Linked DNA regions of Mus musculus: regions 2 and 3 are each linked to region 1. Evidence: chromatin contacts called from public HiChIP or PLAC-seq and promoter capture Hi-C data. All regions are on one chromosome and are shown on one strand. The core of a region is the stretch at or near the end of the contact, and the rest is flanking DNA. Distances in the headings are between cores, read along the strand shown.

Evidence for each region. Promoter capture Hi-C pulls out the DNA fragments that hold promoters and counts their contacts. HiChIP or PLAC-seq counts read pairs in DNA pulled down with a chosen protein or histone mark.
Region 2: a contact with region 1 is called in an H3K4me3 HiChIP or PLAC-seq map of bone marrow-derived macrophages, with 3 times the contacts expected there. The contact joins the enhancer-like site here to the promoter of Zfp3 in region 1. A contact is called at or near these places in 21 of 39 promoter capture datasets (the 3T3-L1 cell line, 3T3-L1-derived adipocytes, the C10 cell line and 14 more), 5 of 115 datasets of contacts at active chromatin or transcription factors (bone marrow-derived macrophages, embryonic basal ganglia, embryonic forebrain and 2 more) and 2 of 9 other capture datasets (adipose tissue and liver).
Region 3: a promoter capture Hi-C map of the HPC-7 cell line shows a contact between it and region 1. The contact joins the enhancer-like site here to the promoter of Zfp3 in region 1. A contact is called at or near these places in 13 of 39 promoter capture datasets (the HPC-7 cell line, cranial neural crest, embryonic stem cells and 9 more), 2 of 115 datasets of contacts at active chromatin or transcription factors (bone marrow-derived macrophages and embryonic basal ganglia) and 3 of 9 other capture datasets (adipose tissue, embryonic stem cells and liver).

The regions. Positions count from the first base shown.
Region 1 is chr11:70,763,173-70,767,744 of GRCm38.p6, reverse strand. Zfp3 (zinc finger protein 3) reads right to left here and starts at 3,298. Exons shown (of 2, transcript NM_177565.3): 1 at 3,196-3,298.
Region 2 is chr11:70,487,807-70,492,064 of GRCm38.p6, reverse strand. No RefSeq gene overlaps it. Among named protein-coding and RNA genes, the nearest start is that of Tm4sf5, 15 kb to the left of the region's middle. Within about 2 kb of position 2,609, at least 50 of the 459 cell types and tissues checked have an H3K27ac peak or open chromatin away from gene starts, as enhancers often do. A contact at or near this core is called in adipose tissue, bone marrow-derived macrophages and microglia, where this site is marked.
Region 3 is chr11:70,372,802-70,377,034 of GRCm38.p6, reverse strand. It overlaps a transcript of Alox15 not described here. Among named protein-coding and RNA genes, the nearest start is that of Alox15, 23 kb to the right of the region's middle. Within about 2 kb of position 2,549, at least 61 of the 459 cell types and tissues checked have an H3K27ac peak or open chromatin away from gene starts, as enhancers often do. A contact at or near this core is called in the HPC-7 cell line, adipose tissue, bone marrow-derived macrophages and 1 more, where this site is marked.

The DNA.
Region 1 (4,572 bases), core at 2,049-4,548:
TCTCTATCTATGGCATCGTTTCCTTTGGGAAGCACTGTCACAAATTCCTTTACAGTCTCTTTAATCTCAGCACTTAAGAGGCAGAAGGATCATGAATTGAAGCCAGTCTGGATTGCATACAGGATGCTGTGTAAAATAAAAATAAAAAAGAATTATTTCTGCAAGCAAATGTCTCCCAAATACCCAACCAAGAACAGTTTTCAGGAGCAGGTATTTCAGCATCTATGTACTTCCCACCTCCCTCTGTCTGACCTTCCTTTTCAAATCTTCATGCCTTCTATAGTTGCTTATCTCATAGTTTTGGTCTTGATGGATTTTTCCCCTCAGAGTTCTACAGATTAAACCCAAGATTCAACCACTAAGCTGTACTTCCAGCCCTTCCTTTTTTTGTTTTTTTTTTTGTTTTGTTTTGTTTTGAGACAGGGTTTCAGTATGTAGTTCCATCTGGTCTAGAGCTCTGTTTGTAGGCCAGGCTGGCCTAGAACTCATAAAGACCTACCTGACTCTGCCTCCCAAGTATTGGGATTAATTGCAAGTGTCATCACATGCTGTTTATTTCTTATTCTAGGTGCCACAGGCTCCCACTAAGTTTCCAAAGCTGGCCTCCACCTTGCAACGCTGCTGCTTCAGCCCGAGTACCTGGATTATAGTCCTTCAGTGTCCCGCCCAGCTCACAACCTTCTAGGGTTTGTTCTGTTTTTAAGGAAGTCAGCATTTGGAAAATCTACACCTGTACAAGATGTGGAAAATCACTTGATCAAAGTAAAACAAGGCAGAATAAAAGTTGGATATGGGAGCTGGGTGTGGTACCCCATGTCTGTAATCCTAAAACTCAGGAGGCTAAGGCAGGACGAATACAAATGTGAGGCTAGCTTGGGTTACAATGAGCCCTTATCACAAACAAGCAAAGCTAACAAAGAGAAGGGACTCAAATTCACAACATCTTCCACATTATTATATTTACTTTGAATTCTGCCAGTAACATAATGAGAGTGTTATTTCTAGGTGTCCTCTCCCATAGAAATCAGAGCCACTCTCCACTTAGTGTTCTCAGAAACAAAGCCATACATGAACACTCATTTTCTATAGAAAAGCCCCCAGAGCCTAACTGCACATTCCCAAGCATTTCCTATCTTTGTGACTCCCGTCTCTTAATCTATAAGGAGCTATCCCTAAAGATGGAGACTACCATCTGAGGAAGGAGGCTGAACACAGTTGGTTTTCATGTTGGGGGATGACAGGCAGACCTCCACCTGGTCTCTACAGCTTAGAATAAGGTCCTTAACTCTACAAACCTGGACTTGTTTTTGCAATGCACTGGAGGAGAAAAGTCTCAGAAACCTCATTCAGAAAGTTCTGACGAGCACACCTTACTAACGAGCAGTGACTAATGAAAACTACATATTATTGAGCCAGGATTAGCCAAATTCCATTACTCATCTGGCACAAGGCCCACCTCCTCCGGAAGTCCTCACTAACATCTGCAGGAAGGAGTCCTTGGTCCTCTGAAGCCAGTTTTCCCCTCGCCCCCTTCTCACCTTTCCTTAACTACAGTTTCCATGTTACTTCCTGTTTGTTGCTCTTTTCGAGGCCTTCAGAATGAATACTTCCTACGGCTCACAAAGCTCTCCTAATCGTGGCCGTTTCCTTTCCCCACATCCTACCTCACAGTCTTCAACAACAACCGGCAGCTGCAGGTGTGCTCAGTGTCCTGCAGGCCAAACACTGTCCATTCTTTAAAGTTTCTCTGCCTTCGGAAACAAATCATTCTCACTTCCTGGACTTAGCAAACATCTTCGCGATGCAGCTGATATGGACAGTCCCCTCCATCCTCTTTCTGATCTGCAGGCCCCAACAAGCGTTACTTCTTCATGCAGACATCATGCCACCGCATTATGCATTTGCTTTTCTCTAGGGCAGCGGTTCTCAACCTTCCTAGTGCCACTTCAACCCCATAGTACACACGTTGTGGTGACCTCCGACCATAAAATTATTTTCATTGCGTCTTCATAATTATAATTTTGCCATTACGAGTGGTAGTGTATATATTGTAAAGGGGATATTCAAGTCTCAGAGGGGTTGCACCTCACAGGCTGAGCACCACTGTTCTACAATGTGACCAAGGATGACATTCTACTCATCTTGTTAACCTCAGTGCTTAGCACATTTCTGATACCTGGAAAACATTAAGTGAGGTTTCTGAGCTATCTGGGTGAATGTCTGCAGTTGTTTTAAAGGTTAATTGAAGATTCCATTCACCATTGTCCCTAAAGAGACCAGAGCAGTGTCTGACAGATAACTGGTATCAACGTTTTATAAAAATAAGTTCTTAGCCGAGCACGATGACCCACACCTTTAATATCAGCACATGGAAGACAGAAGCAGATGGATCTCTGAAAGTCTTAAGTCAACCTGATCTACCTAGTGAGTTCAAGACTAGCCAGAGATATGTAGGGAGACCCTATCTCAAAAAAAAAAAAAAAAGTCAAACTAAGGCAACAACAAGAAAAGTTCTTTCTCCCAAGACACTATTTATCTTCCTCCTTTGGTATCCAGGATCAAGGGAACTCTGTCAATTCTGTGCTCAATTCAGTCTCATTTATGATTATTATTATTATTCTTAACTATGTGTAGTTGTGTGTTGCTACAGAGTTATAGATGTGTGTGCACATGAGTTACAGATGATACGAGGCGCCTGATTTGAGTTCTGGGAACCAAACTAGGGTCTTCTGGAAGAGCAGCAAGAACTACTGTGTCTTCTCTTTAGTCCCAATTCTATCATCTTTCTTTAACCTTAGTAAGCCAATGTCCTGCCTGCCAGCACAGGTCACAACATGCCACGGGGCCCCCAATTTTTGCCTGCTATTCGTTCTAGCAGTATACTTAGAGAATGAAATGAGAGAGAGAGAGAGAGAGAAGAAAAATAGGCATAGGTCTTTGGCATGCCCGTGTCGGAGCCTGCTTCTCCAGTTTCCCTGGCTGACAAGGCCTGCAAGCAGAATTAGGATCGGGCCCCTGACAGTGCCCAGGCTCCACCCTCTCCGTGTGCAAATGAGTAGGAGCCCCCGATGCCATAAAGTCCAAGGTCACACAGCAAACCCGAGTCAGGGGCGGGCCTACAGTCAGAACTCCAGCTCCAGGCCGGGAGCCCCGCGCCCTCCTCCCCCGGGCACGACGGAACCAGAGAGGCCTCACCGCTGGCGGATGCCGCCCACGCTCCCTCCGCCGGGCCCGAGGCGCTGCACCGCGGCGCGCACAGAACCGCAGCTGTTGTCTGGTGTCACGGGCGACCCACGCCGGCCACTTCCGGTACCGGGCGCACTGCGGCCAATCCGCGCGAGCCGCACTCGCGGGAGGAACAGGTGGCCAGCGAGCCCACGCCCCCATGCCCGTCTCAGCTTTCCCGTCTGCCGTTCTCGCCCACATTCACCCCATCTTCGCCCGGTCGGACAGGGCCGGTCGGCTAGCTGGAATGTCCCATGCACCTCGCGAAACCCACTGTGTCCCTTGACCACTGACGCGCAGGGTCCTCCCGGTTTCCTAGACGGGCCCCGGGGATGCACTTCCGCCCCGCAGCAGCCGCTCTGCGCGCCCCTGACGTTTCCGTGGGCTGGAAAACTCGAAACTCCGCCACGCTTCCCGCGGGGACGTGTCGAGCAGCCGCGTTTGTGCCTCACCTCCCGCTTTCCAAGAGTCTGTCAACTCCGGTTCCTAGATTTAGGGTGCGCCTGTCATCTTCTAGGAGCGAGGGGGGAGGGGAGGCCTGCTTTGAGGTCAGGAAGGCTTCAGGGAGTGATGCTTTGACAAAAAACTCAAGGTTGAGTGTGATTTCCGTTTTCCGCAGGCAATGGGAACTGCACTATTTGCTGGCCTTTCTCTCTTCTTGAATAAATTTGGTCTTTTAGCACAGCACGTATGTGACTATGAATGTGGTGATCCTCCTGCCTCAGCCTTCCAACTGCTGAAGTGAGCAACCAAGCCCAGTGAAGTAGATCTCTGTGTGGGGGAGGGAGAGGTTGAGGCAGTTAGGACTGGCCTTGAATTAATTATGCTCAGTGGTGGCCCTGGCTTGACTAATCACATTATCCCCTTCCTTCTGACTGGTCCAGAGGTGAACATTAGATACAAATAAGACTGAACAGTCCTTCCTTCCAGTTGCTATCTGGGAAGGTGGTGCAGTTTGAAGCAACATTTGTAAGGAATCAGGTCTTTTCTGAAGCCATGGTCTTTGTAATAGACCTAAACAAGGAGATCTGAACCGAGAAAAGGCAAAGGAGGCTGGGGGTGTGGCTTAGAGGTCGAGCACTTGCCTGGAATGTGCTAGGTAGGCCCTAAATTCAACCCCTAGTACTGTTAAACAAAATAAATAAATGAAATAAAAACAAGACATTTGAAGAAAAGGCAGGGGGGGTAACTAGTTTTGAGTAACTAGTTCTGAGGTAAGGGCTGGGGAGATGACTCATGGAGTTAAAGCACTTGCCATGCAGTGGAAGGACCTGAGTTCGAATCCCCAGAGCCCATGAGCAACTGTAATCCCGATGCTCCAAAATATAACAGTGCAGAATACACATG
Region 2 (4,258 bases), core at 1,360-3,859, 270 kb after region 1:
AAGCCAGCTACAGTGTACTTACATATAATAAATAAAATAAATAAGACTTTAAAAAAAAAGTGCTTGCCACACAAAGACCTCGAGTTCGATACCTGGAATCCATGGTAGAAGGAGAGAACCTACTTGTAAGTTATACTCTGCCTTCTACACATGCAGCATGTACATACATGTACACCCTCACACACAAACATACCCATCGCACACACATAAAATAATAAAAATCCCAAATCATCAAACCCCAAATCATCAATTGTTAAAAAGTGATCGATGAATCATCAGACTTGGTTCTGGGGGGAGGACTAAATGGATACAAGGCGCCTGCCACAATGTGAGGACTGGGGTTTGGATCTGAAGAGCCCATATAAAGCTGGATGTAGTAGCATACATCTGTGATCACAGCACACCTGTCTGTAATCCTTATACATCTACAGGTGGAAACAGAGGAGTCTCCAGGAATTCACAAGACAGTCTGATAGAGCTCCTTTAAACAAGAAAACACCCAAGATTGTCCTCTGATGACAGACAGACAGACAGACACACACACACGAGGGACCGCTTGTAGAGAATATGAGACTTTGGAAGGCTCAGCTCTAAATGGGACATCTGTATCACACACCTCCTCTCAAGGCACTGGAGTCTATGTTGATGCACCAAGACTGTAAGAGCCAGAGGCTGTGGAAAATTTCTAGGACCCAAGTGTTTTCCAGACACTGGGTAGATACATCTGTGAACTCATGGAGTGAGTTTGATCACTGCTGGGTGAGTGACACTGCTTCTGAGGACGCCCCATCCTATGGGGAGTCCAGTCAGACTCTCATTCTGTAGAGTTGATATGGTACAGTCTGAACATCTGTCAGGCTCCCAGGTGATACACTCAGGCTATAAAACAGCAGCAAACGCCAAAACCACAAAGATCATCATACCCAAACTTTCCACGAAGGTCCCACAACCAACAACGCCAGCGGGGATTATGGGAGAGAAATGTGTGAGTTGAAGTGGGTGTGAATCTGAGGGACTGCAGGTGTGTGTGTGTGTGTGTGTGTGTGTGTGTGTGTGTGTGTTTGTGTGGACAACTATATAGGAATCTGGGTCCAGAGCCAACTTCCATCCACTCTGCCTCTGCAGATCTAGGCTACCTGTGGGCAAAGGTATCAGTCTTGATCTAGGGATGAGATTGGCTCCTTCAGCCTCTGATACGTGAGGAAAATCCCAGGAAAGCAGGCAAAGTGTGTGAATGTGGGCAGGGCTGGGAACCACCTCTTACATTCAGGCATCCATTTATGCTGCTGTCCTGGGCCTTACAGATACTTGTAATATGCCCACAAGATGTAATAACAATAACAACTCGTTGAGTTTTGGTCTTCGCGTGTATTGTAATGCTAAATACTGGCCCCCAAGCCTGGGTGTCCCCAGGGAAGAGAGAGTCTGCACCTATCCAAGTTACAACCCAAGTAATGCCATGTAACCTTGCCCCCCACCCCCAAGTTATCACTGATTGGTGAATGAAGATACCTACAGTCATGAGTGGGACAGAAGAGAGATAGGTGGGATTCTTGGGTTCCTGGGCCTGAGGGTGACCTTGAGAAGAGAGAAGGGGGAGGGAGAAGGAAGCTGCCATGGGGTGAGTGAGTCATAAAAACATGTCCACATGGGCTGGCCAATTGGAGTTAAGAGCTGCCCAGATGGAACATGGCAAATATTAAATGGGGTTAATGATGGGGAAATAAACTCTAATAGCATAGACGGTAGATATCTGCCCAGCTCTAGTGCTGATTAAGGCTTATTACAAATATAAAAGTTGTATGTCTTTTGTCAGGGAACTGAATGATCAAAGGCAGGGGAGAAGCCCCTGATTGAGATGAAATATTTTCTACAACTAACATAATAATGGTGATCCTGCATGCCAGGTTCCATCCAGAGTACATTAACTCCTATAGTTTTCATAATCGGGATATTGGAATTATCATCATCATCATCATCTTTTTTTCCAATAAAGAAACTAGAGTAAATGAGGAAAATACCTAATAAAAATATTTTAAAAAAAAACTAGAAGTGCCCTGGATTCATACTCAGACAGTCTGTGCCCTTGACCACAAAAATCTGTCAGCTCTGCTCCAAGAGGGGAACTCTGGAGGGGGAAGTCACAGGATGAGACGGAGGCAGACCACACACTCTGGTTTGAAGGAACAAGCCGACTCCGTCAGAACGCAATAAGGAACCAAAAGTTACTGACCGTTGAAGAAACTGGGATACTTTGATTTCTATCAAAAAAGGAAGAAAGGCCCAAGATGATGTCAGAGAGGCCAGTAAGTGTTGGACTTTGTAGATCACGTTGGGCCTTGTAAGGGCTTTCTGTAGGGAAGGCATGTGAACTTTCTTATTTATGTATGTATTGGTGTTGGGATTGAATCCGGTGCCAGAGTCTGGCTATGTAACCCAGTCTGGCCTTAAACTCCAGATCTTCTTGTCTCAGCTTCCAAAATGCTAGGAGCAACCCTCAGATGGTAAAGAAGATCCAAATTCAGGTTTTCAGGGGAAACCCTGAACACATGGCCTCTTAGTATGTCTTCTTTCCTTTTATAACTGAGAGTTTTGGAGCCAGAGGAAGTAGAGCTCACTGTCCCCCTGAACTGATACTAGGAAGAGACACGCTTGGCTACAACACAGGCAAGACTCAAGATGGTTCTGGGAGAGAGTCCAAGCATGAAGGAGTGGGTGTCATTTTCCAAGAGAAGGGGCCAGCGCAGCAGGGGTGAGGCGAGGCACTGGGCACCCACAGAGCTTAAGCAATGAGGTACAGAGTGACCCACAACTAGGACTCATCTTGGGTCCAATGCCAGAAACAAGGTCCCTAAGGACAAGAACTCCTCAACTGCTGGTCTCCTTCCTTATCTCCCCAAGATGACCTAGCTCCTTAGACTTAGTAGCTATTAATTTCAGGGGAGGCTAGAAAGGCAGGAACCTGAACAAGGGAGTGTGACACCGTGTGTATTGTCATTGACAGTCATCACTAGCCTGGCACAGCCATGTCTAATGGAAACAGCAAAAGTCATAAAGCCAACACAGCTGCTTGACAAAGATTCCCCGAAGCTGAGCCAAGTGATACAATCGCGGTTGTGTGGTCGTCCACTTTTGATCTTGATCTCCACAGGTTCCATGTTTTGGGAGGCTTTTAATATTTGTACAGCTTGGGGATATTGGATTGATGGAAATCTCTTAGGAGTCATTTTTGCCTTCTCCCAGAGGTACCACTTCTAAGCTTTCTCAAGAAAGTCCTGAGCATACTACCCCTCCCGCTTTTAGGGAGATAGCCTTCTCTAGCCTACTTGAAGGTCTTCCTTACACCCTGGATGTTGTGACTCAAATAAAGATGCTAGAGGTCTCTATGAAGCTCTGACTCCAAGATACTCTTGATCTGTCCCTGTATTTAGGAACAAGATAATTAGAACAAAGTAAACTTAAAAAGGTAAACAAGATTCAGGGGGCTAGAGGAGTTGGCAGCAGACCAGGCTAAGAGCCTCTTCTTACAATACCCTCAGGCAATTACATGACATATAAGACTGGGAGCTGCATATGGTATGACCCTGGGGGAGAATAAGATACAGCAATAGAGTTAGATTGGTGGTGTTATCACTGCCCTATACTGGGGCTTATACTAATTAGTGAACGAAGAATTATGTGAATAAATAAAAGAATGAAGTACTAAAACACCATCTCTTAGAAAAGTTAACTTATACAGGGCCACTGTGGTGTCGTAAGACCAAGGAACAAAAGAATGCCAAGATTAGACATATAAATTTTACCAAGGTATAAAATGTAAACATTGTATTATGACAGAAATTAAATAATAACTGCAACAGCTTTGGGCTGAGGACTTTTCTTGGGTCTAATGATGATTAAAACTCTGATCATTAAGTGTCTTTGTTTAGTTCTGTTATAGCTATGTATACTGTGGGTTGGGTGGTGTCAGCATGGAAAGTCGTTTTCCAGTCGTTTCTAGGGGCTGGAAATCCTCAATCAAGGAATTGGCAGGGTTGGCTTCCCCAGAGACCTCTTTACTGCACTGAAGATGACTTTTTCCATGTGTTTTCACACGAATTTTCCCCAGCTATATCTGAGTTCACCCAGATTAGATTAACAGCTGTCCTAAGAAACTCGTTTTTAGTTTAGTCACATTTGAAGCACTGATTTCCATGTAGTTATATTCTGAGGCAATGGGGGTCAGGACATCAATATATATACAAAGAAAAAATTGAGA
Region 3 (4,233 bases), core at 1,300-3,799, 390 kb after region 1:
CATTTTTCCTGTGTCTAGAAGATGCTGTGCTATTGGAGTCATCCTTCACCTCTGCCTCTACTGCATCTCACCCTCTGCCTCTTCTGCATAGATCCCTGAACTCTGAGTCGGGGTTTGATGAAGACGGTTCACTTAGGACTGGGTTCTCCAAAGTCTCTCACTCTGCTCGTTACCACACAGTTCATTTTTAAAGTGGTAAATATTAACTTTTTCCTAACTTCTTGTAAATTTGTTATGGTTGTTATAAAAAAATTCATCTTGTCATATTGGCATTTAATATAAAGTTTATGTTAATTAAACTTAAAAATAAATATTTAAAATACAATAAACAGCCTGGTCACAGAAGACACTATGTGGGGCCAGTTTGGTCATCTGATAATTGCCGTCTTAAGTGGAAACCTACATTTCAGGCTCCAGGAACCAGGAAAAGAAAATCTTTTGGGTAGAAGAATACCTAGTATCTCCCTCTATCTCGCCACTCCACACCAGGACATCACAGCTATGCAGGACTAAGTAGCAGAGTGCCTACAACTTGGAGATGTGCCCTGCACTGAGCAAGAGGGCTGGAGAAAATGGAGCTCTGTAAATTGGCAAGAGTAGGGAAATCCAGAACAGGAAAGAGCTGGAAAGAGGAACCTTGAATTGTGTGCATGAGTTTTTACAAGTCCGGGGCTAATCGCAGAGCTGTGCATGCAGAGAACATTCACACAGCAGCCGATGCCTTTGAAAGGCTGAATTACGACACCTACTGCAATCTTGGTTCCAGACCACGAGAAAGGAGTGTGCAGAGTAGATCTGCAGCAGTTCAGGCAAAGGTTTTGACACTGAAACCACAGAAAGCAAGATAGATGGTGACCTTGAATCTCACTGTTGTGTGGCTTCCCCCCACAGAATGGGGATAAATATCTAATCCCCTGAACCAGTACACCAACCAAATGAATCATTCCACTCAAGCTTGGGGAACGTGGGTAACTAAAAGGCAGATGCGTTTTCAAGAAGCACCTCAGCAGGGTGACAACTCACAAAGACCATGGTCTTTTTAAAGTTTGAAATGACATGCCTCTGTCTGTCTGTCATCTCTTCTCTGGATGAATCATGTGAGTGTTATTGAAGTCAGTTTTCTTCTTTCAACACGTGGGTCCTATATATCAAACTCTACATCAGGACTGGCACCTATACCCACTGAGCCTTCCAGCCTACTCAGAAATGCAGCTTTCTGACCACCTTGTCGGCATCTCAACTGAAGAGTCGTCACTCTCCAAGTGTTGTTCAGTAAGTTCTTAAGCTTTGGGGAGAGACCTCACGAACCTTGTAACATTCGGGAGCTCCTAACTGCAGATTTCCTTTACTTCTGGGCTTTTTAGGTTTCATTTACTTCCTGAGTTCTTATGAGCTTCCTTCCTCTCTCCAGGAGAGAGTATTATAGTTCGGAGGAACTAGGTCATGGGACCAGACAACAAAAAACAAAATCAACATTCTCCAGAAAATTTGATGGTGTTGAGAATCTCTCACTATAGCTTTCAAAATGTTCAGGGTCTGATTTAAATTACTTGTTATAAAAAGAATCTGGAAGATGGTTCTTATTCTCAAGAAAAAAGCAATTAACGGAAATCAGTCGTGAGGTGGCTTGGTAACTAGCATTGTTAGACAAAACAAAAGCAGCTCTTAAACTGTGTCCTATGAGGTAAAAATAATGGGTAGATGCTCTCAGCAGAGCTTCTGCTAAGAACTAAACGGGGAGTTTAGAGCAAAGAGGACAGCGTCTGGAATGGGATTTCTCCTGGATGACTTGGTCGGGAGATGGAGATGACAAAGGAGCCAGAGAACAAGGAGAAAAGAGTCACACTGATGAAAACAGGGAGAAATAAATTAGAAAGTGATGAACTGTGGTTCTGTGGTCCGTGGGGTAGGGTAAAATGTCTGACAACCACGTCGCTGAAGTCCCCCCAAGAGAGCAAAGTGTGTGCATGATGCTTGTTTGAAGAAAAATGGCAGAAACTTCCCAAATTAGCTTGGATTCAAAACATAGCTATAAACATGCTTGAATTCTGGTCTTCTATCATGCCTGTTTATTATTCTCATTTTCTGCTTCACTGCCTGCATTAGAGTTAAAGTATTTTAATATTACATTTTTAACCTTTCCTGCCTGTTTTTCAGAGAATGCCACAGGATTTATGGTAGATAGTCCACTTAGGATTAATGGTTTTCTCACTTAAATGGTAAAGCATTACCTCCATGTAGCACCCTTTGCTTCCTTTCGTTTTATCCTGTGTTTATGAATGTTTGCATATATACATGTCTGTGCACCATGTGTGTGCCTGGTGCCAAGGAGCCCAGAGGAGAGCAGTGGATCTCTTGGAATTGGAGGTAAAGATGGCTGTGAGCTGCCATGTGGGAGGTGTTGAGAACTGCTCAATCCTGGGTCATCTGGAAGAGAACCCACTGTTCCTAACCACTGAGCAATCTCCTCTCTGTCCTAGCAATACACTGAAAACTTCACCAGGCGACGTGCTGACTTCTGCTTTCTACTGCTAGTGCACACTTTAACTGTCTTGAGAGAGAGAGCTCAGTGCAGTGCCCAGGCACTTCCTCTTCTGCTGTTCTTTGTCTCTGTGACTGTGTCATCTTTAGGTAGCATTTTCCTTCAGCCTCAAGAAAATTCCTTTAGCACTTTTTATAAAACAGGTGTGATGGCAAAAATTCTCATTTATCTTTCGTCTAAAAATGCCTTGGACTTGGTGTGATGATGCACGCCTGTAATCTCAGTACTCTTGAGGCAGAGGCAGGAGGATAACAAGTTTGAGGGCAGCCTGAACTACATAACAAGGGAAGAGGAGAGGACAGGAAGGAGGGAGTAGGGAGAGTATTTTTTGTACCTGAATTATTTTTTTTCCTCTGTAAATAGAACTTCAAGTTCTTTTCTCAGTTTTTCCCACTTAAAGCGAGATTGGCATTTACTAAGAAAATGTTTTGGTGTAGATTGACACACAGCTCTTTAAATGCATTAAAGATGTCATTCAGTTGCTTTCTGCCTTCTTCATTCCCAGAGCGAAGACCACAGTCATTTAAGCAGTTCCTACCATACCTACAATCATGTGTCATATAACTCTTCTATATGTAACTGGAAGCTTTGTTCTCTTTTCTTCCTCTTCCTCTTCTTTCTCTTCCTCTTATTTTCTTCTTCCTCTTCTTCCTCCTCCTCCTCCTCCTCCTTGTCGTCTTCTTCTTCTTCTTCTTCTTCTTCTTCTTCTTCTTCTTCTTCTTCTTCTTCTTCTTCTTCTTCTTCTTCTTCTTCTTCTTCTTCTTCTCCTCCTCCTCCTCCTCCTCCTCCTCCTCCTCCCCCTTCTCTCTCTCTCTCTCTTTCTCTCTCTCTCTCTCTCTCTCTCTCTCTCTCTCTCTCTCTCTCTCTCAAGAGAGAGTTTCTTTGTGCAGCTTTGGTTGTCCTGGACCTTGCTCTGTAGACCATGCTGGCCTCAAACTCATAGAAATCCACTTGTCTCTGTCTCTGCCTCCTAAGTACTGAGATTAAAGCAGTGGGCCACCTCTGCCCAGCCTGAGGTTTATTTACTTAGTCTTTGGTTTCAATAATATACTTCTTTTCTGGCTTTATTACGTTTACCTGCCGGGGTATACACGTGCACATGGACACATGCACTCACACCAGTAAATGAATGTAAAAAGAGTTGAAACAGTTAAGCATTAACACACTATCCAATAAAACTGGAGTGGCCACATCAAATTTAGGCAAATTATTAGCCATGAAGCTGTGTTAACAGGAGTACAGACATGACAGCAAAGAAAAGGCCAGTCCAGAAAAAGTTACAGAAATTGTAGGTGCATATGTGTTTACAAAGGAGGACTCAAAACACACAAAAGGGAAAAGAATCTGAGATACAGATAGACAGAGGGACAGACAGATCCACAATAACATTTGAAAACTGCCAGTGCCCTCCCCACTGTCAGGAGTGGTAGGCAGAGGTCAACAAGGATGTAGCAAGTCGGAGCAGCACTAGAAAGCTTGGTCTAATTAGTACTGTAGCACAGGTCACTCAAACTGCGGGTGGTGTGATCTGCAACTGCCTACGGAAAACTCACCAACAGTCTATTCTGAGCCGTAATGCTTAACAAATTATAGTTAGCTGAAGTAACTGTCTCTCACCATAATGGGATAGAATAGAAATGAGCAGCAGAAAGATATCTGAAGACTCTTCAAAATATTAGGAAATTAAGCAA